6 separate regions of the Mus musculus genome follow, and all the other regions are linked to region 1. The links are chromatin contacts, called in public HiCAR-type, HiChIP or PLAC-seq and promoter capture Hi-C maps. All regions are on one chromosome and are shown on one strand. The core of a region is the stretch at or near the end of the contact, and the rest is flanking DNA. Distances in the headings are between cores, read along the strand shown.

What was found. Promoter capture Hi-C pulls out the DNA fragments that hold promoters and counts their contacts. HiCAR-type assays count read pairs that join an accessible place to other places. HiChIP or PLAC-seq counts read pairs in DNA pulled down with a chosen protein or histone mark.
Region 2: a contact with region 1 is called in a promoter capture Hi-C map of liver, with 3 times the contacts expected there. The contact joins the enhancer-like site here to the promoter of Cops4 in region 1. A contact is called at or near these places in 7 of 39 promoter capture datasets (cranial neural crest, embryonic stem cells, hippocampal neurons and 2 more).
Region 3: a FOXA1 HiChIP or PLAC-seq map of pancreatic cancer cells shows a contact between it and region 1. The contact joins the enhancer-like site here to the promoter of Cops4 in region 1. A contact is called at or near these places in 8 of 39 promoter capture datasets (the 3T3-L1 cell line, 3T3-L1-derived adipocytes, the HPC-7 cell line and 4 more) and 2 of 115 datasets of contacts at active chromatin or transcription factors (astrocytes and pancreatic cancer cells).
Region 4: a contact with region 1 is called in a promoter capture Hi-C map of pre-B cells, with 4 times the contacts expected there. The contact joins the promoter of Rasgef1b here to the promoter of Cops4 in region 1. A contact is called at or near these places in 4 of 39 promoter capture datasets (3T3-L1-derived adipocytes, cranial neural crest, hippocampal neurons and 1 more), 1 of 484 Hi-C or Micro-C datasets (muscle stem cells) and 2 of 9 other capture datasets (adipose tissue and liver).
Region 5: a contact with region 1 is called in a HiCAR-type map of astrocytes, with 2.5 times the contacts expected there. The contact joins the promoter of Cds1 here to the promoter of Cops4 in region 1. A contact is called at or near these places in 4 of 39 promoter capture datasets (cranial neural crest, hippocampal neurons, liver and 1 more) and 1 of 115 datasets of contacts at active chromatin or transcription factors (astrocytes).
Region 6: a contact with region 1 is called in a promoter capture Hi-C map of embryonic stem cells, with 2.7 times the contacts expected there. The contact joins the promoter of 9430085M18Rik here to the promoter of Cops4 in region 1. A contact is called at or near these places in 2 of 39 promoter capture datasets (embryonic stem cells and hippocampal neurons).

What each region holds. Positions count from the first base shown.
Region 1 is chr5:100,515,478-100,520,498 of GRCm38.p6, forward strand. Cops4 (COP9 signalosome subunit 4) reads left to right here and starts at 2,832. Exons shown (of 10, transcript NM_012001.2): 1 at 2,832-3,073. The coding sequence starts at 3,000.
Region 2 is chr5:101,855,927-101,860,947 of GRCm38.p6, forward strand. Wdfy3 (WD repeat and FYVE domain containing 3) reads right to left here. Exons shown (of 67, transcript NM_172882.3): 54 at 4,492-4,598; 55 at 2,539-2,692. Among named protein-coding and RNA genes, the nearest start is that of Gm20548, 32 kb to the left of the region's middle. Within about 2 kb of position 3,130, at least 4 of the 459 cell types and tissues checked have an H3K27ac peak or open chromatin away from gene starts, as enhancers often do. A contact at or near this core is called in liver, where this site is marked.
Region 3 is chr5:99,200,786-99,205,806 of GRCm38.p6, forward strand. No RefSeq gene overlaps it. Among named protein-coding and RNA genes, the nearest start is that of Rasgef1b, 50 kb to the right of the region's middle. Within about 2 kb of position 2,451, at least 28 of the 459 cell types and tissues checked have an H3K27ac peak or open chromatin away from gene starts, as enhancers often do. A contact at or near this core is called in pancreatic cancer cells, where this site is marked.
Region 4 is chr5:99,250,290-99,255,310 of GRCm38.p6, forward strand. Rasgef1b (RasGEF domain family, member 1B) reads right to left here and starts at 2,638. Exons shown (of 14, transcript NM_181318.4): 1 at 2,425-2,638.
Region 5 is chr5:101,762,605-101,767,625 of GRCm38.p6, forward strand. Cds1 (CDP-diacylglycerol synthase 1) reads left to right here and starts at 2,526. Exons shown (of 13, transcript NM_173370.3): 1 at 2,526-2,885. The coding sequence starts at 2,769. It overlaps Gm42134, which reads right to left and starts at 2,659. Exons shown (of 6, transcript XR_880489.2): 1 at 2,366-2,659; 2 at 1,204-1,268. 9430085M18Rik (a long non-coding RNA gene) reads left to right here. Exons shown (of 3, transcript XR_001785073.2): 3 at 47-627.
Region 6 is chr5:101,700,406-101,705,426 of GRCm38.p6, forward strand. It overlaps 9430085M18Rik (a long non-coding RNA gene), which reads left to right and starts at 3,144. Exons shown (of 3, transcript XR_001785073.2): 1 at 3,144-3,705; 2 at 4,793-5,021.

The DNA of each region.
Region 1 (5,021 bases), core at 1,582-4,081:
GGCTTGGTCATGGTGTCTGTTCACAGCAGTAAAACCCTAAGACAGTCTTACACTCCCCTTGCCCCAACCACCTAAGTTCTGGAACCACAGGCATGAGCTTCTGTGTCACACCCACTGTTCCTTGTTCCAGTCCTGTTTTTCTGCCTATATAACTTCGTCCCTCCCTCTGGAACATTTACTTTATTTTGAGAAGTGTCTGATTCTAAAAGAAAAAGTATATCCAACTGAAGATCTTTAAGTTGTTGTGATTTTATTTTTGGCAACACTGAATGGGAAGCTGAACTTTCTTCCTCAGGGAAGGCAGCTAATCTACCTTCCCTGAAGGCACACAGATATTTAGGTGGTCAGATGGATGGGTTTTGGTAGAAACTGCTGGTTCCCATCATCCCTCATTCCCTGCATCCATCTCTCTCCCCTGCCTCTTATTCATCTCTCTCACTCTTGGACTAGAAATTTAGTCCAGGACCTCTACACAATAGGCAAATGAGGTGCAATGTGTATCCCAGCCTTAAAAAAAGGTTTACTTATTTGATTTATATGAGTAGACTGTATCTGTCTTCAGACACACCAGAAGAAGGCACCAGATCCCATTACAGATGGTTGTGAGCCACCATGTGGTTGCTGGGAATTGAACTTAGGACCTCTGGAAGAGCAGTCAGTGCTCTTAACCGCTGAGTCATCTATCCAGCACCTCTTACCCCCAGCCTTTTTTATACTTTCTATTCTCACACAGGTCCCACTAAGCTGTTTAGGCAGGCCTTGAGAGGCCTATGCCATTAAGCTCTGTGCACACAAAGGCTGCCCAATTGGAAAGTGGGCTTCCGGGCTCACCACTGTTAGGCATTCTTGCCAAAAGGACGTGATTTGAACAGTGTGGATAACCTCTACTTTACTTTGTTTGCCTTGCTCATGTCCAAAGAGAGAACATGCCATTTGTAACATGCCAAGATGGCTAAATGCTTCAAGTTAGTATTTGTTGTAGGTAAGTCTGCAAGAAATTGCAATCCTAAATATATCTGACTGGAAGACAAAATACTAGAATTCTCCTGTTCAGGATGATTTGGGAATATCTGCCAAAAAATGTGTATGCATCCTGACTCACTTTGGGGAATGTATTTTACTTGCACACATCTTAAATCATGCACATATAAGTTCATTCACTGCACCATTGGCTGCTCTATAAAAAACGTTCTTCATATGTCCTGTATGTTGTAACATACCTTTGCTACTTTAAAAATAATGACAGAAATAATAATGTCTTATATGACTAGGTCACCAGAAAAAAAGAGAAAACTCTAAAGGAGAACAATAAGGCATGTTACTTTCTGTGAAAGGAAGCGAATACAAAAACCTTGCATTTATCAGATTGTATTTTTGGAAAGAAGTTTTGTAAGAAAACATGAATAAGAAATGTAACCACATGTAAATGCAGGATGATCACATACCTTGTCACTCGTGAAACAGGTTCTCAATTGAAGGGCAGTATTACTAATCACTTCAGAACAATAGATGAAAATCAGCATTGTCTGAACAAAGTGGTATGTATAACCAACACTTTAAAAAGATACAGGGTGTATCAAGGAATGCACATATATAGTCCAAAGGTATATGTGTATGTGTGTGTGTGTGCACATTAATCTGTATTACATCTTAGAGCTTTGTGGGACAGGGTCTCTAGTAATCCCAGCTGGCTTCCAAGTCGATAGGATCAGGGGTATAGACTTGAACTCCTGATTCCCTAGCCTCCACTTCTGGAGTGCTAGTATTACGGTGACCACCATGAAACCTAGCTATTTATTTGTTTATAAGGGGAATGTGCCAAAAGCAGTCCACTATGATCATAAACTGTGCAGTTGAGTTTCCTCCCAAGTGGAAAAAACGCAGACATCGGCACACTTAGATGCCAGTGACTCATCGTGGGAGGAGCATATTCTTGATCGTGGTATACTCTTTCCCAGGTAAATGATCTGAAGAACCAGCCTGTCTCCATTTCAGACTTAAAAGCCATCTTATATAGTAAAGACAGATTAGGTTCCTTTCTGTTTACCATTAAACCTCTGTTCCAGACAAACTAGGTTCTTTCTTGTTTATGACTAAACCTTTGTTTGTCAGACATTGGGCTATTCTCCACCTGTAACCTTAACTACAAAATGTTCTGCACTGCCTGTTCCAGGAATAGAAGTCATGTCTTTGCTTCAAGAAGTGGTTTATAACCACCTTGGAGCCTTATCTGCTGCATAGGTTCCATGACCACCTATGACTACCTTGTTATGGCTACCTGTTGTGTTACCTTGTTTTGCTCGCCGCCTAGTTTGCCCGCCAAATCTCCGATATGGAACCCCTTACCCCTGAGCTATAAACACCTTGTCTTCCTTGAATCCAGGGCTGACCTACTGAACTCCACCTTAGGGGAAGGCAGCTTGTGTACACGAATAAAAAAGCTTGCTTTCATGGATTGCTTGTTGTAATTTGTTGTAAAATGATGATTTGGGTCTGTTGTATTTTTCCTCTTATCTTTGGAATTGACATTCCGTGTGTGTGTGTTGGTTGGTTTTTGTTTCTTTTTTCTTCAGTGTTGGACTATAGTGAATTGGAAGTAACTCTTTACATAGGTCGTTTAAGTGATGCCTTAAAGAACGGAGCGGAGAACGATAATAATCAGTCCCGGAACTTAGGGAAAACGTCGTCCTTTGACTTGCCGGGCCTTTACTGAAGTTGCACAAAGTACACGCCCTCAAGTTCTTCAGCCAATCCCAGGTCGGAGCGTGAGCGCCTGCGTCTCTCGGGAGACCTGGGCGGTCCTCAAACCGGAGGAGAGGAGTCTGGTGTCACTCAACTCGGAGGGCGGAGCTAATTCCTGCTCCCCTATCCGGCGCTCTGGCCCACAGAGACGCTGCTCTATGGCACCTCGCGTCCCCTCTGCCCGCCTCCTGGAGGACCACGCTCGTTTTCTTCTTGGCAGCGAGAGGTCCCGCAGCCGTGGCTGAGCTGGAGGAAAGATGGCGGCTGCCGTGCGACAGGATTTGGCCCAGCTCATGAATTCAAGCGGCTCTCATAAAGATCTGGCGGGCAAGTGAGTATTTCTTAGGAGTACAGAGGTAGGAAGGAAGCCGCAAGTTTATCTTCCCAGAGGCGACGGGCGCTCCGGGGCGTGAGGCTCGAGCTAGGCCTGACTCAGGGGGGCGGGCCTGAACTCGGCTGTGGCGGTAAATGTTGGGAGCAACAGAAAGCTGTAGGGACGGTATGCTGGGGTCCTGACCGTCCCAGGACCCCAGGTGGCTGCCAGCTTCTTAAGTCCTTGATAACGCCCTCTGCGGGTTCTTTTGGCTTCTGGAAGCGAGGTAAGAAAGATGACGGCTCGCCCGGCGGTGGGCGCCTTCCTTAGAGTCTCTTCGGCGAGCCCGACACACCGAGTTTGACTTCGGTTCGCTGCCGCCCCTGCCTTCGCCGTGTTGGAGGTAAATTTATATTCTGGACTTTGATGCAGACTTTTATTTCGAAGAGATGGCTTTCCAGGATTGATAGGGGCAGAGGAGGTATGGATGCTGTCATGTGGTCCAGAACTTCTCTCAGTTCATAGCGTGTGTGGGTCCTTATGTTCTGGATACTCGCAGTCTGTCACCAACTCTGGAGAAGAGAACACAGGCAGAATGTCCTCGGGCTCAGGATGTCTAGAACAGTGATATTTCCAGGGTCTGCTAAGGAATTTTGTCGAAACCTTAGGGTGCTTAGAGCCACGACAGGTCAAAAATTGGGACATGTTTCAGTCCCCTCAAGCAGTTGTTGAACAGCTGTAGTCTTCTTTGTGTAGATTTTTCACAGTTTTGCCTTCTAATGAAAGTATGCCTTCAATTGGCCCTAACATTTACACCTCACAGCTGAGGGCATGTTGATCTAATTAATGAAATATTCTTGCTCAAACCTGCACATTGAAATGGTGTGTGTGTTGTGTGGCCGCTGTGCTGGGCTTTTCTGTGTAGAAAGTACAGTCTACCTTATTAGTGGGAAATTTAGTTGTATAACCTGGGCTTAACTACATCATTCTTTATTTTTCCGCTTTAAAAAAATGGAAGGGTAATCGTGAGGCTTAGTCTTATCTGATTTCAAAATGAGCATGTGTCTATGTACTAATTACACTTCAATAACTGAGCACAGTCCCTGGTATCTGGAAAATGTCATAATGTTGTTATGAAGCAGTCAGTAAGTACATACGACTTATTCCAGGGGTTGGAAATAGTTCATTTATGTCTTCATCGTTTGGTTGTTTTTCCATGTATTAATACTTTTATAGCTTTGGATAGAAGTCAAACTAGCTTATGTATTCCCTTATATTTCCTTTGTTTTTTTCTCTCTTTATTACAGAAAATGTAAGTTCATTAATTATCAGCTAAGATGCAGGTGTTAGAACTTGAAAATCTTGTGGAACTTCATTACTATTTATCTCTCTAGCCCGGAATTAGAAATGAACAGTAGCATGTCTCCAATAGGGTGTTTCTTTTGCCTGTTGTAGCTAAATAAGTACACAATTGAGTAATATAAAAGTGACACCCCCCACCCCCCACCCCGGGATTCTGTATGTTGCCTGGCCTGTTTTCTTGATCTTACCTGGTTCAGTTACGCAGATTAATTTGGCTAGCAGATGCACTAGGGCTGGCCACGTGTAGATAGATACCTGGCAGTTGGCTGGATCTTTTATTCTCACTACATGGTTTAGCTTTGGCTTTTTTTTCTGGGACTTCCTGCATCAGAGTGTTCTAACAGGGTGAGAGTGGAAGCTGTAAGGCATAAGGCTAGTCTGACAAGTCTCACATCAGTTCTGTAATACCAATGAAAGCAAGTAGCGAGACCAGTCCAGATTCCAGGGGAAAGGAAATGGAATATATCACTAACTCTTTAGAAGCAAAGTGGTATTTTGCAGGAATATGAATGGAGGGTGGAGTGCCAGCCTACCAAGTGGATTTCCTTAAGAGGAAATGAAATACTTTGCTTGATAATGGATAGCCCATGCAGTGTTAGTTGGC
Region 2 (5,021 bases), core at 1,880-4,379, 1.3 Mb after region 1:
ATAAAATGTTAAGGGTGAGTTCAGCGGTTAGCTACCCACTGAAGAGACAGAAATCCTGTGCCACGTTCAGTACCATGGTTATTCAGCTTCACGGCAAAACACCCCCTTGCCCTTTCCTGAGGTTGTCTGCCGTGGCATCTCTCCAAGGCTGCTCCCTAGAGCACACCTCACAAAGACTGCCGACTGTGAGCAAAACCAAGCTGACTTTACAAAGTTAAACAGTTTCTTCCTGGTAAGACTCCTTAGGGCTCTGCCAGGCTAAGCTTGCTGTCCTCTAAGAGCCACAGAGAAGTTTCTGGAATGCTATTGGATGCAAATCTCTTTTCAAGAGCACATGTGTGGCTACCAGAGTCTTTTATGATAACTTCAATACATGAGGTTTCACATCTTTTGACACTATATATGCATATATATCTCTATCTATCTATCTATCTATCTATCTATCTATCTATCTATCTATCTATGCCTACACGTCTCCAGTGCCGATGAAGGGTATGTGCCACCACACCCAGTTGATACTTAAAATCTTAAGAGGCTCAAACACAGAACATGGATAACTGGCAGTGATGATCTCAGTAAAAAGTAAAATCTGAAACACAATTTTAGAATGTTAAAAGAAAAAATATTTGGAAAGACTGGGGCCACTTAACAGAAACAAAAGCATCATTTTGTAATAAATACTGACATCTGTCCCAGATTACATGAAATAATCTGGCATTATTAAAGAAATCATTTGAGCCCAGCATGGTGGGATCTATAATCCCAACACTTAGAATGGGGAGATGGGGACTGCACACTGGAGGCCAGCCTGGGCTACACAGCATGTTAAAGGTAAGCCTAGGCTACATAGCAAGTTATAGGCCAGCGTGGGTGAGAAGATTCTCAACTTTAAGAAAAAAAGAAACTGTTGGGCGTGGTGGCACATGCCTTTAATCCCAGCACTCGGGAGGCAGAGGCAGGCGGGTTTCTGAGTTCGAGGCCAGCCTGGTCTACAAAGTGAGTTCCAGGACAGCCAGGGCTATACAGAGAAACCCTGTCTCAAAAAACCGGAAAAAAAAAAAGAAAAAAAGAAACTGTCTGCTATAAGATTTAAAAAACTAATTGGAATTCTCATCTTAAAAAGTTTTTATTGTTAATGAAGTAACTCTAGAAAGTCATTTTAGCTTACAATCTTCCTAAGTCCAAGTGAGATCAGCACTGTGAAAGATGGCAATAAACAATAAACCAGTGGACGGACTTCACAGCGGTTGGTTACATAAGACTGTGTTTGGAGGTTTAGACAGTAGTGCCGTTTTCAAATTTCAGAGCCTGGGCTGCATCCAAGACCAAGGAAAAATACTTCCCGTGCATGGCTGGGACTTGATTACTTATAATGTGGCACACAGGAAACAGTTTACTGAGCAGTGTGTTGAGTGGGTTAGAAGTTACTGTATGACTTACGACAAAAGGTCCAATTATTATAGTGATCACATACCTCTAACCCTCTCAAATGACGCCCCCCACCTCGTGTGTGTGTGTGTGTGTGTGTGTGTGTGTGTGTGTGTGTGTGTGCGCGCGCGCTCGCGCGCGCACGGGTGCCCACAGAGGCCGGAGGAGTCAGCTCTCTCAGATCTCTTGGAACTGGAGTTACAGGCAGTTATGAGATCATTTGCAGGGCTCTGGGAACAGAATGAGGACCTTCTGCAAGATGGTCTTAACTCTTAACCACTGAGACGTCTGTCCAGCCTCACTGAACAAGAAGTAATCTGTAGGCCTCTTGAGAAATACTGCCCTTTAAGGAGTACGGATGTCATAAGGTATTTCCAGAACTAGCAGCCACTGTACAGACCTTGCAGGCAGTGCAGTGCAGACAAACCCTTGGTTTTCCATGTTCTGCAGCCCCTCCCCCCATCTCCTAAGTACTGGGATTGAGATGTGACGGATAAACACACACAGGCTTTTAAGGAAGGAAAACAGAAGGGTATCTGGTTGAAATATTCCTAAGCAGAAACAGTGGGATTTTGATGATTTCAACAATGTCCTCAGAAGCATGGATCAGCAAACCGAGATCTAGGAAACCTTACGGGGAGCCAAGCACCCTTCCTCTGCCTGCCAGGTCACGGAAGAAACACGGTGCATGAAATAGTCCCATCAAGACTGGCTGATTTAGCACTTCCCCCAACCCCTGCAAAATAGGACACTCACAGATTAAAGAAACGCAATTTAAACTGTTTTGGACTTCTAGTTTTATAAAGCAAGAGCATATAAAGGGATATTGCCTCGGGTAACATTCCAGATTGAAATGACACATGAGATATTATACACCACTCTTGACCATGAATAGGTTTTCACAAAAACGACATGACCCACACTACTGAACGATGCCCTCATCACTGTTACATCTCCCACAGACACTCAGCTGAACTCGCTCTTTGGAGGCACGAGATCATTTTACACGCACACTCAAGGGGAGTCAGTAAAGCAGGGTGGATCACAGCGCTGTGAACAGTGACAGGCCTCCCTCTACCAACATTCCTAAGAAGTCCCACTTCTACGTACCTAGATCAAAGTTGTTAGAATTGAACAGGAATTCTGGTAAGTAAAAGAATTCTGGGATAAGTTCCTTCACATCCGCCATGTTGTGCTTTGATGCTGAGTACCAGGCCTCACGGACACTGTGGAACATCCGGTCTGCCAGGTCAAAGTGGCCACCCTGTGGGCAGGAGGAAGCAGGTCTCTATTGGGGAAGCACTGAGCCACAAAGTTTCTGTCAAGTTCAAGGGCTTTAAAACCTCAAATACCTTTGGCTCCATTCTGATTTCTTGCCATCCTACATTAAATAATCAAAACTTTACAATCTCTCTCTCTTTAGTGTACTCTTTATAAAGGGTGCCTAGTGTGTCTGTTTTGTAGTCAAAGCAAAATTCAAATATGAACATTGTAAAAACACACTTAAAATATTAGTCTTTAGGGAGACAATTAAGACCAGAAGGAGATGAAAATTCTCCCACAGTTCGACGAAGCCCTGAGGAAAGACTCTCATCTAAACCAGACATGGATGACTGGCCAAGTCTACCTTTTACACTAGTTACAAAGTAACAGGTTTCCAAGCCAGATTCTTTCACATTTGATCCTGGTCGATACCCTGAGTTCCCTGCCATGTTAATAGAGGTTAACCACCCGGCATCCAAGTTTCACAGCCATGAGAGTGGAGTAGAGGTTATGAGAGGTTAATGATGAAACAAGTTAGCCAGCACTTTTACGTATGCAGCCCCCTAGACGTGTCAGCTTCTAGCTCTCATCCTAGCTGTGCATCCTAGTGACAATCACTAGGAGGATGCCGAAGGCCACTGCCAGTGGCTGCCCAGGCTGCCTGCTCACTTCACTCCTTGCTCAGGGCTTTCTTACTTCCTAACTCTGTGCCGAGGACCACTGCCCCTTGCTGTCCCCACCTCCCACACCAGGTGTTTGCCTGCCAGGGGTCTTGTGTAGGTTCTGCTACGTGTTCGGGTGTTTGCAGGACCCCAGAACTCCTGAAGCAGCCTCCCTCCTCTTCCACTCCTCATCTGTGGCTTTCTGACACATTGATCATGTTCTAAAAGCGTTTCACAATACTAAGAATCGTTCACAATCACTAAGACCAATGCTTATTGGTCTTTTAAAACTAAAACCCTGCAAGTCCAGAACAGAGCTTTGTCCCTATCCTCTGATGTCCTGGCAAACATCCAAACAGGGGCCAGGGCAAAGTGGGGGTTCACCAAGCAGGCATTGAACATGGAGAGATTGTGGAGGGGTGACTGTAACCATGGACACAGAACAGTGGCTTTTAAAATAAAACACTTGTTGAATAAAACTGGTTAAGACTAAACTCCTGGGCTGGAGAGATGGCTCAGTGGTTAAGAGCACTGACTGCTCTTCCAGAGGTCCCGAGTTCAATTCCCAGCAACTACATGGTGGCTCACAACTGTCTGTAATGGGATCTGATGCCCTCTTCTGGTGTGTCTGAAGACAGCTACAGTATACTCACATACATAAAATAAATAAATAAATAAATCTAAGCATGGACGCACTTAAAAAAAAAATTAAAACTCCCTCTCCCTGGCTGGAATATTTATGTTTTAACAGGATCCTGAACTTGTTCGCTCTAAATGAAGTCTAGTTTATTTATCAATGTAAGCCTAACAATTTCAGTTCCATTCTGAACGACCAACTTGTTACCGGTAAAGCTTCAGTGTTCCTTAGAAGATAACATTTTTGGAAAGACAATTTTTTTAAAGATTTATTTATTTATTATATGTAAGTACACTGTAGTTGTCTTCAGATACACCAGAAGAGGGCATCAGATCTCATTACGGGTGGTTGTGAGCCACCATGTGGTTGCTGGGATTTGAACTTCAGACCTTCGGAAGAGCAGTCGGGTGCCCTTACCCACTGAGCCATCTCACCAGCCCCGGAAAGACAATTTTTAATGAAAGCATTAGAATGGGAAAAAATATAAAATTTGAGTCTTACCTGAAGCCGTAAGAAGATCTGTGTGAAAGGCTCCATTCTTACGAGGTATGAGGCCACGATCATTGCAGATGAATAGTGGGTGCCGTAGTGGTACGCTGGGGTCTCCCCTGCTCCGGACAGTTGGAGCATCATTAAAAACAAAAGAGGAAATGAGAGAAGTAAGTGTGGTGTTAAACAGAAGGTTTGGAAATGTTAGCCATTGTGACAGGCAGCCGGGACACCAAATGCAGGGACACTGCGACCGCACTATTCCACAGGGCTGTCACCGGCGGGCACCTGGGTGAGCAAACTTGTCTGCCACTGTCTGGCAGGGCCTCCCCGTCACTTCTAACAGCGAGCCGCCTTCCACTGAAGCAGCAGCTGACTTAGCGGCTACTTGTTTTTTATTAGCTTATGGCTTTATAACTAAAGAGTTCTCTAAACTGCTGTCTACAAATGCAGCGCAATAGCATTTATTATTATTGGGCATCGTTCTTGGAAGACAGGGTAGGGAGAGAAAGAAAATGGGCACAGGCTTAAATTTAGTAGGC
Region 3 (5,021 bases), core at 1,201-3,700, 1.3 Mb before region 1:
GATTGGACAGGCTAGCTAGTGGTAAGACCTGATTGGACAGGGTAGCCAGTGGTAAGACCTGATTGGACAGGTTAGCTAGTGGTAAGACCTGATTGGACAGGTTAGCCAGTGTAACCAAAGAATGAATTTTGACTTCTGGACCTTGACGATTTGATAGTTGGATCTTGGTGATCAGTCTCAGGAATGAGTCAATGCCTAAATAAGGGAATGGCCCTTGGAGGCTAGCTTCAGGAATGTTATCTAAGGGTTTAACAAAGAAGAGGGGAGGAGAAAGTGCAAAACCTGCCAGCGCAACGCCATGCTTGCCATGTTTGGCCCTGTTAGCCCTTCACTGTCTATTGGCAAGAGTTGGGCATTGCAGTATCCCACTATCAGTGTGAGGATCAATGCATGATTTCATCTGTATTTAATCCTATTATGAACTTGGGTGCCTTGGAGTTTGCTTCATAGATGTTAAAAATTGCAATGTCCTCTTGATGGATTTTTCTTTTGGTGAGTATGTCGTGTCCTTCCCTATCTCTTTCTGATTATTTTAGTTTGAAGGCTATTTTGTTAGATACTACAATGGCCACACAAGCTTGCTTCTTAAGTCTGTTTGCTTGGAATACTTCTTCCAGAAAGCCGATGGCTCTGAATCCATTCGGTTCAAGATGCTTTTTGGGTTCTTCTGGAAGAAGGATGCCTAGGTTTTTGGACTCTACTGGAGTCATATTGTCCCAGTTGTTATTTACTGTGTTTTTTATGCTGTCACCTAGGGTTTGGGAAGATTGTAATTCTAGATGTTTAAATCTGCTTTTATGTTGTTGGATAGGTGTTTCATTCATTGGTTTCTGTTGCCCTCTCTGGTTTTTAGGAGGGTCTACTAGTTGTGTAATATCTAGTAGTTAATTCTTCTGGGTTGCTGCCAGGAGTGACCACTAGGGTTTCTGGGTAAAATGTGTTTCTACGTATTGGGATCTGATGCTGAGGAATTCGGATGGACTAGGAGGCAGGATATGAGATGGTCCGCAGTAGGGAAAAAAAGCAGTGTTGTCTGCTAGGATCTGTTTATTCCTCTGGGAATGGGGGCAGAGAGTGAGGAGAGGCCACAACAGCTAGTCTCTTATGGACCTGGAACGAGATTAGAGGATGGATGTGGAGGAGAGGAGAAAAAGATCTGAAGCTCACCCACCTGTTTCTCTGGTCTGCTTGCTTCTCTGTAGGCTTGACTGGCGAGTTGCTAGGGATGCCTACTGGAGTCGTGGGTTGGGATAACAGGATGGAATGATGGGAAAAGCTGGAGAAAACCTGAGTAGTCTGCTAGAGAGCAGAGGAAGACTGTGAGTCGCCATTGTTGAAGTGACCAGCACTTATAGACACTTGGTGTGAATTCAAGTGTGCTGGACACCCCTTTCCGTCTTGAAGGGATGGGGAAGTACAAGAAGCTTTGGCAAGAAGTGTGTGTGTGTGTGTGTGTGTGTGCGCGCGCCCGCGTGTGCATGTGTGTGCCTATGTGTTGCTGGTCTGAGGAATGTATACATTCACACAGAAATGGCCAGGCTACAACTCTAAAGGAGCAAATTCCTTTCCTCTACAAAAGGAAGATATTAATGTCAAAGGTAAATTGGACTGCGGTCATGGTTTTTCCTAAGGATGAATTCTGACTTCAAAGGTCCTGGCTTCTCAAAAAGCCGACAATACCTGCCAGGTAAAAACCATGGTTCTTCTCACAATTCCCACAAGATGGCAGCATTTCACCAAAGATGTCCCTCTCGTTGCCTATAAGAGAAAGAAGTGGAAATCAGTAGAGGACTAGTTGAGAATTCATAAAAGCAGAAAGAGCCCCAAATAGTTCCAAACCCTGGTGGCCCTCCAATTAAATGAAGCTCTTTAGCTTGAGCAGTTGCCTTCTAATACAATGGCTTCCCGCTTCCTACTTCTTAAAACAAGGCCCATCTGATACTCCAGTGCCGGTGCTGTGTTCACCACATGAGGGCGGTGAAGTCCCTTTGACGGCAGAGGATCGATAGTTCTGAATCTATTTTTTTGAAGATGCTTTGGGTTCTGGGACTGGATGAAGGGTGTCCAGTCACCTCTTGGCACCATGGAAGCCACTCACTCTTTCTCCATTATCAGTCTAATCAATATGGTGATTTTCCTGCCTTCAGCCCCCATGGCTCTACAGTTGACCGAGCCTTCTTGAACTCTACTTCAGGCTTCTTCTGAGCTCCCAGCTCAGCCCTATCTGATCCTTTTTGGGTTCCGGAGAAGAGGGAGTGCTATCAGTATCTGTAGTGAGTGTACTTGGAGATACATGCTGACGATCACAAGATGGGTGACTCTGTCACACTGGAGACAGAGAGAAGACACGAGGAGAGTCACAAGTTTGGTGTTGCTTACAGTAGTGGTACAGAACCGTCTCCACTCTCTTGAATTAGGTATGCCTCCAGGATCAACGGTAGCTTTGAGAACAACATCAAGGCTGTTGTGGATCCTTCACTCCACCCTCCCGCACCAGACTCGAGTCAGCGTCCGCTCTTACACCATAGCATGCTATTGCTTTGGCAACCAGTTCTTAGGTCAGCATTGCTGGAGAGAAACAATGGAGAGGATTCAGGAAAAGCATTTAGATGAAGAAAAGCAAGAAAAAGAGGCTTTCTGGGGTGTAAGTAGCTTGAGGTTTATTGGGGATAAAAGGGGGTGGGGAATAAGTGAGTGGGTGGACAGATTGGTGGATGTTGTTCGTAGAGAGGAAGTAGGCTTTGTAAAATCTCTTCAGTGTCTGCCCCACCCCATCCCTGCCACCCCTGTATTTCAGGATGCTGTCTGTGTCTCTGTCTGCCTTGCTACTTCTCAGATTGTATCTGGTGCTGAGTGAGGCAATACTTGTTGGCACTCCCAACCTACACACTCTGTGTTTACAGACAGTTATCATATCATTAGTCATTGCCTAGCAAGTACCGCTTTCATGTTTCCACATCTGGGTCCCTCCCACCCCCTCAGCTGTGTGTGCCCCACTCTCTGATCTCCTTCCAACACTTCCTTCTTCTTCAGACCCCAGAGATCTTCACAGACAACTTGTTGTCTCAGGTAAAAGATCAAAGTTATCAAGGAATGATGGGGGCATGTTGTGTGGACTCAGGGGAGAGCTAATACTTTTCACAACAGTTCTAAAGCCAGAACCAGAACCAAAGAAACTCCATTACTGCACACCCCATTTGCACACAATGTCTAAACTCTTTTTTAAAGTACATGAGTACTGCAATTCAGACCCATGGCATTTTGAAAGCATACCTCTAAAATGGATTGAATACATTTAGCGATTTTCTTTCTCCATTACAGAAAAATCCACTACAGAAGCCATAAACTTTTGTAGAGCAAAGAGGAACAAGACCGAAAGAGAGAGGAAGAGAATCGCAGGAAGGGACCTCAGCCTTGGGCCAGAAGACTTTGCACTCTAAGGCCTTGGCAAGCAGTGGTGCTAGGTGCAGCTATGCATCAGTTGGAGAAGAGATGGGGAGGGGGTGCAGGAAGATGGGGACTGAGTTGATTTGTATCTCTGTGCTTGATTATCTGGCTAGATCAGGAGATGAGAGTAAATGGTAATGAAGCAGCTCCGAGGGAAATCAGGCCAGCACAGCATAAAGGAGAAGCAGGTAAGACTCGGCAGAAAGTGGACATCTCCAACCTTCTGCGGTTTTAATCTGAAAGTCCAGTGCCTGCCACCCAACGTGCAGTGATATCTTCCATATGAGTTCATTCTATCTATTCATGTTCTTGGTCCTTCCCCCTCTTCCCCCATCCCGACAGCCATTCTCTTGCTACAGGTCCATTACTTATGTCATCATTTGCGATATCACACGGGTGCTCTTCTCCCTCTGCACACCATCCCCACCCCAGTCACAGTTCTATACCAAACCTCCCTCTATAACTCCATAGCTAAGACCTACTCAGTGATGACCTTGACTGTGAGGCAGAAATCACTCTCGGTACTGACTGGTTTTGTGTGTCCACTTGACCCAAGCTGGAGTTATCACAGACAAAGGAGCCTCCCTTGAGGAAATGCCTCCATGAGATCCAGCTGTAAGGATCAATAAGTGATCAAGGGAGAGGGCCCACTGTGAGTGGTGCCATCCCTGGGCTGGTAGTCCTGGGTTGTATAAGAAAGCAAGCTGAGCAAGCCAGGGGAAGAAAGCCAGTAAAGAACATCCCTCCATGGCCTCTGCATCAGCTCCTGCTTCCTGACCTGCTTGAATTCCAGTCCTGACTTCCTTTGGTGATGAACAGCAATGTGGAAAGTGTAAGCTGAATAAATCCTTTCCTCCCCAACTTGCTTCTTGGTCATGATGTTTGTTCAGGAATAGAAACCCTAACTAAGACACACTCCTTTTTTTTTTTTTTTTTTTTGATACTCAAGACTTTTGATAAATTGAAAAATAACAACCGAATTCCTCCATTATATAAACATACTTTTTATACAGTGCTGGTGAATGGCCCCAATAGGTTCATATATTTTAATGTTTAGTCATTAGGTCGTGGCACTACTTAAGGATTAGGAGGTTTGCCTTGTTGAAGGAAATGTCTCACTGAGTGAGACCTTTGGGGCTTCAAGTGGTCAAGCCATCAGACTTTCTAGCAAGTTAAGAAATGCATTTGGGATGCAGAACCCCTGTGAGCTCAAGGCCAGCTTTGTCTAAATAGTGAGTTCCAGGTCAGCCAGGGCTACATTGTGAGATGAGAGAGAGGAGAAGAAGAGAAGAGAAGAGAAGAGAAGAGAAGAGGAGAGGAGAGGAGAGGAGAGGAGAGGAGAGGAGAGGAGAGGAGAGGAGAGGAGAGGAGAGGAGAGGAGAGAAGAGAAGAGAAGAGAAGAGAAGAGAAGAGAAGAGAAGAGAAGAGAAGAGAAGAGAAGAGAAGAGAAGAGAAGAGAAGAGAAGAGAGAGACCAAGAAACAGAGACAGATCGAAAGAGAGACAGAGAGGCAAAATTCAACCAGATTCCTGACCTTAATATTTAAACAAGGAAAGGTAAAGATCTAGCAAAGA
Region 4 (5,021 bases), core at 1,388-3,887, 1.3 Mb before region 1:
CCCAGCCACCACCCCCACCACCAAATCCTCTCCAGGACAATCAGCCAATGTGAAAGACTTCACAGATCTCTTTAAAGCTGTTTCATTTGTTTTCTAGGTTTCTGTGCCATTAGTATTAACCGTCTCTCCAACCCTTGCTTGGCATTCCCGATTCTCCTTCCAGGCAAAGCTGAGAACTTCCTTTCCCTGTCTCCTTCCTAAGTATTCCCCCTCGGAATGTTCAGGTTCATTTCTTCTAGGTAACTTCTGTAGAGTGAACAGGGTGGTCCCATGGTTTTCTATACGATACTAGGATCCCTACTTGGCCTACACAGGTCCATGTGCCCACATCACTCTCTGTTCTCTTACCCACCTTCTTCCCTCCAGAGGAATAATTTTTACCTGGTTCATTTGGCCTATGGTGCTCTAATAAACAGTGAAGTTAATGTTACAAGAATGAGATATTAATGACATTACAGGAGTATTATGCTGAGCAATGACCACAGCGATATTCAGCTATCTATACTTCAGGGTACACTAGATTAGATGCTGACGCTAGAGAATGGCAATGCAGATGCATCCCGCTGAGGACCTTCCCACAAGGCCAGGTCCAAAGTGTGGTAGCACAGACACCTCGGGCAGCATGACAGGAAAGCTGAAAAGCTGAAATAAGGAAGTCCTAGGCCAGGATCCTTAGTAGCCAGAAGGGCTGGCACCTCCAGGAAAACAAAGGCTTGCCTGACACAGGAGAGCGACTTGCTCACCAGAGGCTGATGTTATCTCACGTGCCAGCAAATCTGCCTGAAAGGGAAAAGCAGCCAGGGCTGTTGCTGAGCCCTGACTTCTGTCAAAAAATGCCCTGGGTCCTCAGTAACTCAAACATTGCTCCCTGCCCCAAACAAAACTGTCCTTAGTGCATAACACTGTTTAACTGGCTGTCATTTATTTTCTCTGCATCCTCAACAGCCAAACATTTTTTACTATTATTATTCCCTTTAAGAAATCAATTCTTCGTGCACTTTGAACCTCACATGACCGGTTCTCTCCTCCTAAATCTTCAAATCAGCTACACACTATCTTCTCTTTTTAAATCTCCTTGTTTAATCCTCTTCGCATTGGCTGACCACCCTGGTCACAACTATGTCCAATTAAAGCAGTCATCACATGCCACGCTCCAGCTACTGCACTCATGAGGAGTCATTATTCACCATCTGAGTCTGACTGCGCCAGACATCAGTCAAGAGCTCGATAACCTTATTCCTGGATTCTTCCCCGCTTTATCCTCCCAGCTCAAGACCCGTCCTCCCAGTGAGACACTGTCAGGGCTAAATATAGCTCTACGCACACCAGCAGTTCCAGGCCATTGTCACATGGCGCTGCTGACGAAGGACTCCTTGGAGACGCGTTCACCCAAACATACATACACAAGTATGCGTGCATATTTATCCATATACACCATACGCCCCGAATCCATCTGCAAACGGGCACATTTACATTCACAAGAGAAAACTGCAGCCCAGATGCTCTCCTAGCGCCCTTTACCACGCTGTGCGAGAGAACACCTCGCCGCACTGTCAGTGCCTTAGCCACAGTGCTTCGCCTGAACTGAACCAATTTGGATGGGGTAAGGTGGCAAGGAATAGTCAAATCACACGCACACTCAGAGAGAGAGACAGAGAGACAGAGACAGAGCGATAGAGCGAGAGAGCGAGAGAGAACACCTCCGTTTCCGCGTTTGCCCTTTTCTCTAGTACAGTGCTGCTGAAGTTATTCCCGGGGCTCTCCAATAAAGAGGAGCCTCCCTCACGCACTCAGCCCACGAGGCTACCAGGTACCCCGGGCCACGTTATTATCACCCAGGCTAGTGTCCGAAGGCAACTCACCTGGGTCACAAAGCAAAACAAAAAACAGGCTACTTGTTCAAGTTTGCATACGAGCCTGGGGAACACACAAGTCCTGTTTCCCTGACTGTTCCTGGGAGTCAGACCTTAAATTATAAGGAAACTGCAGCAAAAAATAAACAACAGCCTGAACACTCTCAAGCACCCTAGGAAACTAGCCAAAAAGTACATGGAAACAACCCTAGGTATGCACAAGAAGCTGAGAGGGAAAGCAAAAAGGATGAACGAGACTCCAACTCAGACAAACCCTCAATATCTAAGATCTCCAAACAGAAGGCCTGGCCGGGGCGAGGCGCAGCACAGCGTCCCCAGATCCCCGGGTCCCCGGGTCGTCAGTGCTCAGCCCCGCACCTGTTGGGAGCGCGGCAGCCCGGGGCACGGAAGCAGCAGGCGCGAGAACTCCTAGTTCTGTGGCTCTGCCAATGCTCGCCAGCCGAGGATCTCCCGCCACGCCGGGGCGCACTGGACAGCCGGCGCCGTTCCGGAGCAGCGCCGGCGCAGCCCGCTCCCGCCATCCCGCCGCGGGGTCCCCTGGAGCACCTACCCGCACACAGCTCGGAGCCTCTGCCTCCTGGCTGCCGTACCGAGGCGCCCCAAAAGGCGAGCTCAGGACCGGGAAGGGTCGAACGCCAGAAGAAAGGGAAAACCCGCCGATCCAGTCGGGGTCCTTGTTTATACTGAAACTCCAGCCCGAGCCGCGCACACCCCCTTGCTGGGGAAATGCCCGCCTCCTGCCGCAGGCCACGCCCCCGCCCGCCGCAGGCCACGCCCATCCTGCGCTGGCCAATCGTGGCGCAGCTCTCCGCCCACGCCGCCCTGCAGCGGGCGCTCGGGGACTTGCCAGGGTTCCGCGGGTAGGGACTCCCGTGACGCTGCGGCCGTACCCACCCACGCTGCAGAGGCTGGCTTGCTGGCGCAGCGGGTCTCCGCAGCCTGGGCAGGGCCCACTCCGGCGCGCGTTTCCTCCTTCGTGTCGCTGCCCGCGGCTGTTTGTGCACTCATGTGTCGCCGAGTGTGTATTCATTTGCCTTGTGTGCTCTACCTGTAAATACCGGCTCGACTCGTTGTACAGTATCTATTATCATAATTATGAGCTGAAGGTTACTGTCCGTGTAACTTTCGGAGGAGATCTGAGAGGAACCACGAAGCACTTGCTGAGTGTTGGGTATTGTAATAAACGCTGGGGGCACACTGGTGGCCGCAACCGGCTGGTCCCAGAAGCTTACTGGCTCCTGGAGGGCAAACGCTAAATAAACTGCTATTCAATCCACATGTAAAATTACAGGTGTTAGAACTTTCGCAAAGGAAAGGAAGATACTCTAGTGTGTAAGGCTGGTCCTCGGTGAAGGTTGTTTTTATCATTGTAGACAGCTACTTAATTGAATCAGCCATTGAATACCTGATAACTATTTTAGAAAAGAAAAAAATAAATATAGAGGTAAGAACTCAATACTCTCCTACGCGTGATAGAAAGGTAAGGGAAGAAGTTGAAATAAAGATACCTTACCCATGGGGGGAAATGCACAAGATTTGGAGACTTTGCAGCTGTGACCCTGAGTATGAAAAGCAGGCTTTGTAAGCTTCCGTTCATACATAAACACTGTAGGACCATCCCATAGACTGTAATTGGCCTTATTAACATGGAGCAACACGGTTCCTCCTCTAAGGTCCCTGCATCTTCTCTCTGGGATGGAAAGAGCCTCTTTTAACCTAACGTTCATGTTCCTTGGCTGGTCTTGGCTGGTCCCTGTCTCTCTCATACTTCCTGCTTCACTATCCTACGCATATTCTACAGATGCTTCTCCTTAAGCCCCGCAGTTTATTCTAAAAACCCTGAGCCTTTTGTTTATCTCTGGTGTCTGTTCTGTGAAGGAGAATGGGTCCACACAAGGAGCCGACTTCCATCCTGAGTCAATTAACAAGTAGACCATATGACACTGGGCAAAGCACACTCTTCCTGCTCACATAGCAAGAAACTAAAAGGGCTGAACTAAACCAGTATTTCTTAGTAGTGCCACCAGAAAAGCCCTTTGTAACATCTGTGAGCTCTCAAGACTGCTGAGAAGGCAACCCAGACAGCTGCCTTTTTACTTCCTGAAGTCTTTGCTGCTAAGCAAAAGATGAAATGTTCACTTTAGAATCTAAAAATGTAAAGCAGATACCACTATGATATTGACACTGTTTTACCTTATTCTGGTTGGCCTTTCAGGGTCCTTCTAGCTCCAATGTGAAAACTATTAGTTGTGGATACACCTTAGGAGCCAGCATTCCTAACCATAGCCCTGTGTCTATCACACAGACACCTGTGAAACCCTCCTCAAGGCACTGTAGGCCTCTGAACCCCTGTATACTCACACGGTGAATGGAAAGAACTGAATTCGTCAACTTCTCACACACACACACACACACACACACACACACACACACACACACACACACACACACATGTGTTTAACATAAAAATGCAAATATTAGTAAACTCAACAGTCATGTTGAGGCAAATCAAGTCTTCAGAGTAGAATCCCATTCCAGCACTGAATGATAGTGACCTGTGTTGCACTTCCACCACACAGGGACTGTATAGCTATGTAAGGAAGGGTTGTTTGTCCTATGCCTCTTCTAATACTCAGGCGTGCAAAAGTGCAAATATCATCATGAATGGTACAAGTCCAACTTCCTTTCTTTTTTGGCACTTTCATTTCCAAAGAAAAATCCCAGCTTACATCATGCTATAGTCAGAGTATTTTTCAACCCACCTTTTCAGAACAATGATGCTATTGATTGACGGGTCCCATGAGTTATTTACGTAGATGTCAATGTGCAATCTCTACTGATATGTTTTCTTCAGCTTGTGATGTTATAAATAGTTCACTTTGTTTTATTTATTATTGTTGTGTGTGTGCATAATGTGTGTGTGAGAGCCATTGTCTGTGCACGTACACACATACACGCACACGCACACGTGCACACGCACACTTACGCATGCACACACTACAGCATGGGTGTGGAAGCCTGAAGACAACTTTTGGAAGTTCCGCTCTGAGTTCCAGGAATGGAACACAAGGGTCAGGTTTCCATAGCAAGTGCTTTTAACTGCTGAGTCATCATGGTGACCCAACATACATGTTTTTAGCTTTCTTT
Region 5 (5,021 bases), core at 1,276-3,775, 1.2 Mb after region 1:
ATCATTACTAGAACTTCTTTCAACACATGTTAATCTCTTTTTACAGGTAAAGTGAAAACTGAAGAAAAGCAGATACCTATATGAATTAGCCAGAGTTCTTTAGAGACACAGCACTGATTGAATGAATCTACCTATTATCTATTTACCTATCTATCTATTTACCTATCTATCTATCTATCTATCTACCTACCTACCTACCTACCTACCTACCTATCATACCTATCTATCATCAGTCTACATATCTACTTAAATGAAATTTATTCGAGTTGGCTTACAGGTTGCATTCTGAATATTCCAACAATGACTGTCTCCTGATGGGAAGTCCACCCATACAAAAGTCATCCAGATCATGAGGCTGGAAGTCTCAGCTGGTCTCCAGTATACCCAGGAATTCCAAAGAAGTGGGTTCTGATACAGTGAAGAAAGGGAACTTGCCATGGAGGGCAAGGGCAAGCAAGCAAGCAAACAGCTCACTTTTTCCATGTTCTTTATGGAGGCTGCTACCAGAGTGTGTGACCCAGATTTCAGGTGGGTCTTCCTACCTCAAATGATCCAGTCGAGAAAAAAATCCCTCACAGGGTTTTAGTTAATTCCAGATGTAGTCAAGTTAACAACCAAGAATAGTTACATCGCACCATGTAAGTCAAAACATAAAACACAAAGCATAAAGGCCAAATAATTTCCCATCAGGCTATAGATCTCCACCCATTTGTTTCTTCATTCACTTCTTCAACAAGCACTGCTGACTGTTCTGAGGGTAGGGGCTGGCTCTGTGGCAAGCCTGTGGTTCCATTGATCATTCAGTGAGCATCAATAACTATAATGAAGACAAAAATAAATCACCATCTCAGCTGAACTACAGGGAGTGGCAAACTTCAGGAAGGGTGGGAGCACGGTGATGGCTCTGTTCTCTCCCTCCTCCCTGGGTGGAGGAGTACTACTTCTTCTGTTACTCTGACTGACTTCTCCGGTTTCCTCTTGCCTCAGCAGGCTTTCCTCCTCTACCACCCCAAAGGGAGAAGAAAGAAAAGGAAGAAAACCTAGAGGTTGTCTGTGGGAGGGAGAGGGAGGGAGGGAGAAGTGCTGAGCTACCTCCCTGTGCCTGTGAGTCTGACACTGACACCTCTGACACAAGCACCAGAACAGCTAAAAGAGAGGCTAACCTCCTTGTTATTCCTTTCACTGATGGGGACATAGGCTTACCTGCTTACTAGAGGCCATGGAGATAATTGGCACCACGGGGGTTAGAACACTGGCTCCTCAACTTCCTGGAAGAAAGTTGAAAGGAACTCTGGTCCTTTCTGCTGGGTAGGATCAACAGCCAGAGCCAACCCATTCCAGCCTCTGTGGTCCCCACCCCTTACTCCCCCACCCCCCACCCCCACGGTCATTTTATCTTTGTATCCAGAAGTACTTTTTCTCTGGCCCTCCAAAACAATGTAGATCAATTGACCTAATTACTAGCAGTCTTCCGTTCCTTATGGAAAACCCACACCACGTCCATCTCATATCTTCCATTAGTTTTAAATGATATTTATCTATTTATATGTGTGGGTGTCAGCGTGGAGATCAGAGGACAGCTTTCTGGAGGCAGTTCTCTATGTCCATCATGTTGGGGATTGAATTCCGGTTATCAGTTTTGGCTGCAAGTGTCTCTCTACCTGAGTCTACTGTTTTTCATTGCATCCTCCTCTGACGTTTGGTTTTGCTGGTTAGTTATGAGGCTTTAAGGACAACATATTACTTATTTTTAGTAATGACCTGATAAATTGTTGATTTATTACAATAAAGGTGCTCCTCTGTCTGGTTTGTGTGAATTACGGATGTGTGTCTTTGGCCTTTAAGGACCAGCTCGCAAATATGTGTGAAAAAACCCCCTAAGCACCTGCTAACAGGATTAGACTAGAGTTAAACCAGATCATGTGTCCATCCTGTTCCACCTTTAGCGTCCCAAGGTCCTTGTCTTTCAGAGAGGTACCCCGCAGCGGCGCCCTAGGGCATCAAAGGCTGTCTGTGGATCCTATGGTAGAAACTCTCTGAGAGACTCAAAACCCCGAGTTTCCCCAGTACAGAACCTGGGTACGATATTGAAACTGTTGGCCAACTCATCCCCAGGCACCAGGGAGGTTAAGCACTGGCTGGAACGCAGAGCCAACGGGTCTGTCCTGCCCAGCAAGTTTCTGCTTGGGGACGCCTGCGACGCTCCGCCACGCTGCGGCGTGTCAAGCAGGGCCGAGTCCCTTGGAGGAGTCAGTTGAACTCCGCCTGACATCCCTGCGCCAAGGAGGACTTCCCGGCGGCGCCCAGGCTCGCCCCCGCGTTCCTCCGTCCCTGGCTCGTCCCTCGTCCTCGGCCGTTCGCGTACCTTTCCGTGCCCCCACCTGCCCAGGGAGCCGGGGCAGGGCCCGAGCATTGACGTCATCGCCCGGGGCGGGGCCTCGGGCACCGCAGTGCAGCGCGGAGGGGCGAGCGGGGCGGGGCCTGCGGCGCGTGACCGCGCTGCGGGAGCTCGGCGGCGGGAAGGTGGGGCGGGCCGGGTGGCGCGGTCGCGAGGCGCGAGGGAGGGCCGTGCTGCTCCTCCGCCCCCTGGGGCCAGTGCGTGGAACGGCGCACCTGGCAACGGCGCCGCGTCCCCGCCCGCGCCGGTCCGCACACCCTGCCGGCGGCCTCGAGCGCTCGCTCGTTGATGCCGTTCTGGGGGTGACCCGGCGCGGCTCCGCGGTGGCGGGGCGCTAGACGACGCCAGCCCAGCGACGCGGGAGCGGGACATGCTGGAGCTGCGGCACCGCGGGGGCTGCCCCGGCCCTGGGGGAGCGGGGGCGCCGCCACCCCGCGAGGGAGAGGCGGCCGGCGGTGACCACGAAACCGAGAGCACCAGCGACAAAGTGAGTGAGTGCGGCGGGGCCGGGCCGCGCCCCTGGAGCGGGCGTGTCGTGGGGGGTCCTGCTCGTCCTCTGTCCCGGGGCGTGCGCGGCCGGGCCGCCGTTCCGGAACCGGACTGCACTCTAGCTTCTTTCCCGGATCTCCTGGTTCTGGGGTCAGGATGGAACCCGTCCCCGCAGGCGCTCTGGCTGTCTAGTGGCTGTCACCTCTCTCGCCTTTCCTTGGTAGGGCGACAAAGTTGGGAGTAAACTTAAGACGGGCACCTTGGGTCCTAGCCTGTCATTGGAGCCTGGCGCAGACCGGCTTCTGGAGCTCCTCCAAGCTGCGCTTTCGTTTCTCTGTTCTTTTTTTCTGGCTGATAGATTTCGGAGGGTTGAGGCTGTCATATATGGGGAACATGTAAGTGCGCCTCAAACCAGGCAGTTGTCCCATCGGTGGATTTCATTTAACCGAACAGGCTAATTCCAGACTTTTAGCACGCCACTCCTCCCCCGCTTTAAAATAGATGAACTTTGCTTCATATTTTAAAATATGCGGATATGTACGGTCACTATTATAATTGAAGCTAGGAAGAGTCAAACGTTTAGGTGTGTTTTCTGATAAACCAGTGCCAGTAAGAACTTAGGAGGAAAAATAATAAAAGTTTTATGGCTGCATGAGCTTGGTAGATTATGAAATTGGGCCAGAGAATAGATTTGCTATACGAGTTTGCTTACAGAATTCCTCTTCGCTTGAGAGACTCAAAACTTTTGAATCATTCTTGGATTTCTGTTTTGTGGAATGTAGTGTGGTGGTATCTGCCGTCATCCCAGCACTTGGGGGTAGGTGTGGAGGCAAGGACTGCCAAGATCATTCTCAGCTTTGTAGTCAGCTCAAGGTTGGCCCGGGGCTCAAACAGACACAAAAGACAGACAACCCAAATGGACTTGCGTTGCCCAAGGTCAAGTTCTCTGCCTTTTGGTAGTGGAACTAACTTCTCTGTTTTCTGTCTTTTGCCTTTTGCTGTTCTGACGCTCTCTGGCAGTGTGACTGAGGGGGAAGTTCCTCCCAAAACTTACACAGATGAACTTGATAGAGCTTGAGTTACAAATCTGTGCTGCCGCAACAATATGGTTAGCAATAAATACGTGATTTTAGAACCACAGCTTCTTCCCTGTTCCTGATGGATAGGGAGTTAAGATGAGAGTCTGGGAAACATTTGTGCTGCCGAGGAGTGACACAGAATAAACACACTTTCCAGCTGTGGAAGGTTGAAAAACGGAAAGCCATGGGCTGAGAGCAGCTCCGTGAAGAGTGCCTTGGAAACCAGACCCAAAATAGAATTAATTAGGTTGGGATTTTGTTTTAGCCCTGGTATCCTTTAGAATCAAGGAAATACCAGCCTCCTCATGTCGACTTCCTTAACTGGAGGAAGCTAACGAGCTTTTATTAAGAAAAAACATGTTCTGGAAATGGGGAAACGGCGCACAAACCGGCTTTTGAGTGTAACGTCTTATTTTTAAGCACCAGGATGTATTTAAATTAGGAACAGCTTCTGTGGTGTCTTGACTCATTAGCCTGATCCCTCGGTGACTTGCTTACCCCACCGGCTTGTTTGTTTGTTTGTAAATGCTGCACTGCTGGCTGTCACTGAGTCGGTCTCACATCTCGGTGGATGTGGCTTTTCCAAATGCAGTGTGTTGCATCTGCGACTGGTTTTGTCAATGTTTCTTAGAAGAGGGTGAGCATGTTCAAACTGTGCTGAAATATCCCTGTGGTTCTGGAGTCCCTTCTCAAGGAGCCCTTGACTTTCAGAGCCTTCAGACTCTGAGCTGCATCCTCTCTGTGTCCTTTCTTATCAGGGTGTGTATTTGAACACACCTATATTTCCAGGTCAAGGGCTATTTTTAAGTCAGCTGCCATCGTTGGAGGCTGGTTAATATTTGGTCCATCGAAACTCTTAAGTGTTGTTAAGTTTAAGAGCCAGTTTAAAAAAAAAAAACCACACCTTTAGAAATTAATGCAGGAATTGAAGGACTACCTCACATCCTGCTTACTCCGAACTTCTATGCCTTGCCATTTTGTAGCCTTTATAATGGTCTGGTTGATGGGACATTTCTATTGTTCACGACCCTGAGACTTCTGCCCAGACAAGGCTC
Region 6 (5,021 bases), core at 1,894-4,393, 1.2 Mb after region 1:
CCAGAGTGTTCTACTATCACACACTGCCTTCTTTCTCTACTGAAAAACCGCCATGAGCTTATGTCTAACTCAAAAGCCCCTCTTCTTCACTGAGATATGGAAACAGTCAGAGGAAGGTCCCTTTAAGTTTCATTTGTTTTTATTTGACCGCGCATGTGTATTATCGTTTCGGAGAATGTTAACAAGTGTTATAAATGGCTTGTTCTTATCTCACTATTCAATGTGTTAAGTATACTTTATCCAACTACATACATCTACTGATTATTTCCTCTTGGCTGGGACAGAATGGGGCATTAGGGCTGCCCAGGACTCAGTAAATATTTGTTCATTTCCAATTATAGTAATGTTTATCTTTGAAACAGCCAGCTGTTTTATTTATGGTAGGATGAAAGGGCACCATCATACTTATCGGTTTTCACTTCCCAGGAAAGGCACTATCAATAAACTATGACGCTTGCATAAATGTTTTTAAAAGAAGTGTCACATATTTGTTGTAATGGCGCCCCCTAGTGAACATTTCCATTACTGCTTTTTGAACACCTTTTAGGTTTGTTCATTGATGGTTGTTGGTTGGTTCACCTACTCATAATCTAAGCATCTAGAGGATGAGGCAGGATTGCCTCAAGCTCTGGTCCAACTTGGGAATACATTCAGAGCCTGTTTCAAAAGCCCTAAGAGAACTTTCTTTCCCCTGCCTATAAACAAAAGTTGTCTCCCAATGATCGTCTAAGTTTCATACATGGTCACAAAACTGAATAATAGAAGCAGAATTCCTTTCCTCTTGAAACAAACGGTGTCTACATTTTAATCCACTTGAAACAAGGAAAGTGAAGAGAGCAGGGCAGTCTCCAGCAGGTAGCATTTGCAGGAAGAACTTCGGTGTGTGGAAATATTCCACGTGGGTTCTTCCTCAGCACTTACACAGTTTATTTACATAATCTCTGTGTTACTTTATGCTGTGCCCTGCTAATCACTTTTTGCAGATGGGAAGTCCATGCTGCCAGCAAGTGGAAGCTGAGACATGGACCCAGGTTGCCTGACCCAGATTTCAAGCTGCAGGTTAATTATAAGTTAACAGAGCCACTGGATTGCTTACATCTCAAACCCAGTTTTCCTCCTCATAGCAAACCAGTTTGTCAGACAGTGGCTTCATGGATCCATCGTCCTCTGCTTGCATCACAGAAAGGCCCAGCACTGTCCTGCCCCAGGACTGCAGCTCCTCTCCCTGTCACACCCCGCAGCTGCCACTCAGCTAGGAAGAAGTGCTCCCTAATCCCAGGGCCACAGCAGGACAGAGCCAAGGACAGCACAGGCAGCCACAAGAAAACAACAACAACATTAGAGACAAAGGACACAAATGCCAACATCCCCTGGCAGATCGAAGACAACGAAAACAGCAGCACAACCAACAATAAAACACAGAAAATGAAGAACTCGTGAGGTCATACGTTATGTAGAAAGATAGACGAGAGATCTGGAAAGGTGAAGAGACGATAGATTTGATACATGTTCTCTCTGGTGGCTTCAGTGAGGAAATCCTCCTTGTGTGTCTAAATGCTTGCTCCCATGATGGTGATGCTATTTGGGGGAGGTTATGAAGCCTTCAGGAGATGAAGCCTCACTGGAGGAAGTGTGTCAGTGGGGGGGGGGGAGAGTGTGAATGGACTTTGAGGGTTTAAGTCCTTACCCTACTTTCTGATCCCTGACCCCTCTTCTATCTCTGTCTCTCTCTTCTCTCTGCCTCTCCGTCTTTCTCTATGTGTTTCTCTCCTCTCCCCCTCCCTCCTTTTTCTCTCCCTCCCCTTCCCCCCCTCTCTCTCTTCCCTCCTTTCTCTCTTTCTCCCTCTCCCCTCTCCTCCCTTCTTTCTCTCTCTCCTTTCCTTCCCTCCTTCCTATGTGTGGATAGACAGTGATGATCAGCAGCCCTCCTTCTCTCTCTCTCTCTCTCTCTCTCTCTCTCTCTCTCTCTCTCTCTCCTTTCCTGCCCTCCTTCCTGTGTGTGGATAGACAGTGATGATCAGCAGCCCTCCTTCTTTGTCCTCTTGGACTCCCCTCTGGAGTCATAAGGCACAGCAACGCTCTCCTCCTAAATTTGCCTTTGGTCCAGATATTGATCACACTGACAGAAAAGGGATATTAGTCCAGGATCTCTCCAGCAGGAGACTGCTAGGGGCACATTAGTAAAAACAAGAGTGTTGGCATTCACAAGGAAGGTTCCACAGTTTTATCACAGAGAGACTGGATCACGTGAAGTACACCGATGGATTCTAACCCAGAGAGAACTTTTGATCAAGACTGGTGTTTTCTTCCCTCCTCTTGCATCATAGCTTCAAGGGAAGCAACCGTAATCAAAATCCCACAGGGAGAAGCTAGGTTAGTTCTTGATCTGCTGAGCTCAGGTAACTCAGCCAAGGAGCAGATGGTTCTGGTATGACTCCAGGTGCAGGCTTCAGAAGAGTCTCACGTGAGACATGTCCCTCCTCATAATGCGGGCTGACCACAAGGACAAGCAGAAAAGCCAGACGACGAATGCCCTGACTCATTGAAAGAGGGGACAGTAATCTTCGACACAACCAAATCAGGGTCAGAGACGAAGTTCAACGGCAGAGCACGTGCCTAAATCACACAAGGTTTAGTGAGGATTCAAGCCCAGCCATACAAAAGCATAAATAAAACCAAAAAGCTGTCCAAATCATAAAAGATAAAGGCCATGGAAATACAAATTAAAGGTATAAGCATTTGACAACTTAATGCAATACACATTTCTCTCCCGATTCTGTCCAGGAAGGATAAAATGGCCGAAAGTTCATTTTTTAGGAGAATGGACAAAACTGAAATCTGAATGAGCAATTTCAGAGTATGGCACAGTGTAAATTTATTGGGCTAGATTACCGGTAAGAGAGGGAGAGGGAGGGGGAGGGGGAGGGGGAGGGGGAGGGGGAGGGGGAGGGAGAGGGGAGGGGGAGGGGGAGGGGAGGGGGAGAGTGAGAGAGAGAGCGAGAGAGAGAGAGAGAGAGAGAGAGAGAGAGAGAGAGAGAGAGAGAGAGAGAGAGAGAGAGAGAGAAACATACACTAAAGTACACAGGGGCAAAAAGAGAGGTATTTTCCTTTAAAAGGCTCAGAAAGAGCGTGCGTGGGCGTGAGCGCATGCGTGCATGGGGTCTGAGGAGCTGATGAGTCAGCAGTGGCGGTGGCGTGGAAGCCATGACCGCCACTAAACACTGCACCTGAACTGGCTGAGGTGGTAGCTGTTAAAGTCTGAAAGAAAATATAACTGTAAGCAGGTCACAGAAATACAGGGCGAACAAATAGTAAAGCGACAGGATAAAGCGGAGGTGTGAGTCCATCTGTCGTCACCGCAACAAAATACCCGAGGAAATGTGGAAAACCTTGTGCTGTCTCCTGCTTCAGAGGCACCAGCCCTAGGTCACGCTCAGCCTGGGCCTGTGGTGAGATCCACCTCACAGCAGAAGTTTGTGTTGCTCTCTCACACTAACGGTTTGAGAATTTGATCCCTTCTGCTACCTAGAAGCTGGTTGCCCCTGAGGTCCCTCCTTCCTCTAGCATACCACTCCTCAGAATGTCCAGAGATGACGCTGCAAGGACCCGTCTGTGACGAACTAGGGCACTGAGGAGAGCGTTCTCCAGGTTCCTTCCTCTTCCTGCGTTGCCATTGTTACCGTGTGACATTCCAGGGTAGGAGAGGTGTGTTCCTGGGGGATGGGTGGGAGGGTGCGCGTGTGCATATGTGTGTGTGTGTACATGTGTATAAATACTACTGCAATCCTTGGTCAGGGCCCTGACACTGGGTATTCCAACATATTGGGTCCAGCCACTCACCTCCAAACCCAGAGAAAGTAGGTGTGAAAACCAGGAAAGGACATTTAGTCAGTAAAACCACAGCAGGAAGGAAGGGCAGCTGCTCCTGTCAGTGCTGTTCAGCGGGGCAGTCAAGAGCCCCCGAATTATCCAGGCAAGGAAAATTATCCAGGAATCAGAGGAAACACATGCCATTGGTCAGTCTTGGTTACACTCTGGTCTGGCTGATCCTTGTCTAGGGATTAGTAAAAGCACAGTAAGGAAGTTGCAGTTGCCTGGACACACTGTCAACTCTTGTACAAGGTGTTTGTCTATCCACCTAGAATTCTAGGTGACTGAAGGGGAAAATGTTTCAGAACAAGAGAGTCACAGTATATGGCCACGTCTGCTTCTGCCCTCTGCAATGCACCAGGCACCTACAGGCCCAAGTGAGTGCAGGCGCTTTTAGCCACAGCAGACTCTAGATCTTGCTTCCAAAAGGAGAGACAGGTGAAGGGAAGATGGATGGTAGTTTTGGAGTGTCTGTGGTTTTCAAGTGACAGGCTAGCTATGTAGCCCAGACTAGCTACAATCTCATGATCCTCCTGCTTCAGCCTCCTGAGTGCTGGGATGGCAGGCAACAGTGTGGGTGTTGTTTGTTGTTGTTGTTTAAGATTTATTTATTTAGTTAATGTATATAAGTACTCTATCTTCATGTACACCTGCATGCCAGAAGAGGGCATCAGATTATATTTATAGATGGTTGTGAGCCACCATGTGGTTGCTTGAAATTGAACTGAGGTCCTCTGGAAAAGCAGCCACTGATCTTAGCCTCTTAGCCATGTCTCCAGCCCAATGGTGTTCTTTCTATTAGGAAGGAAATGCACGCAAATAGCGACCCTTTGAATTTTGTAGCATTGCTTCAGGACTAACAGAAAATGCTTTGTAATTCTGAAGAAATTTCACCTCCCCTTTCTCATCTCATCTCCCAAAGGACACCGAGAGTCAGGAGAGACAACAGCACACTCCGCCCATTTCAATAAAGAGAAAAGCAATCTCGAGAAAGCAAACGACCCCTGCCAACCCTCGGTTGGAATCTCAGGACTCTGACTGCGTATGCTCTACCCAGTGGAAACGTTCGCCACATGGGCTGGGGAGATGACTGGCTTGGGTGAAGCACTTGCTACACAGCCCAAGGACCTGAAATCAGAACCCCAGAACCC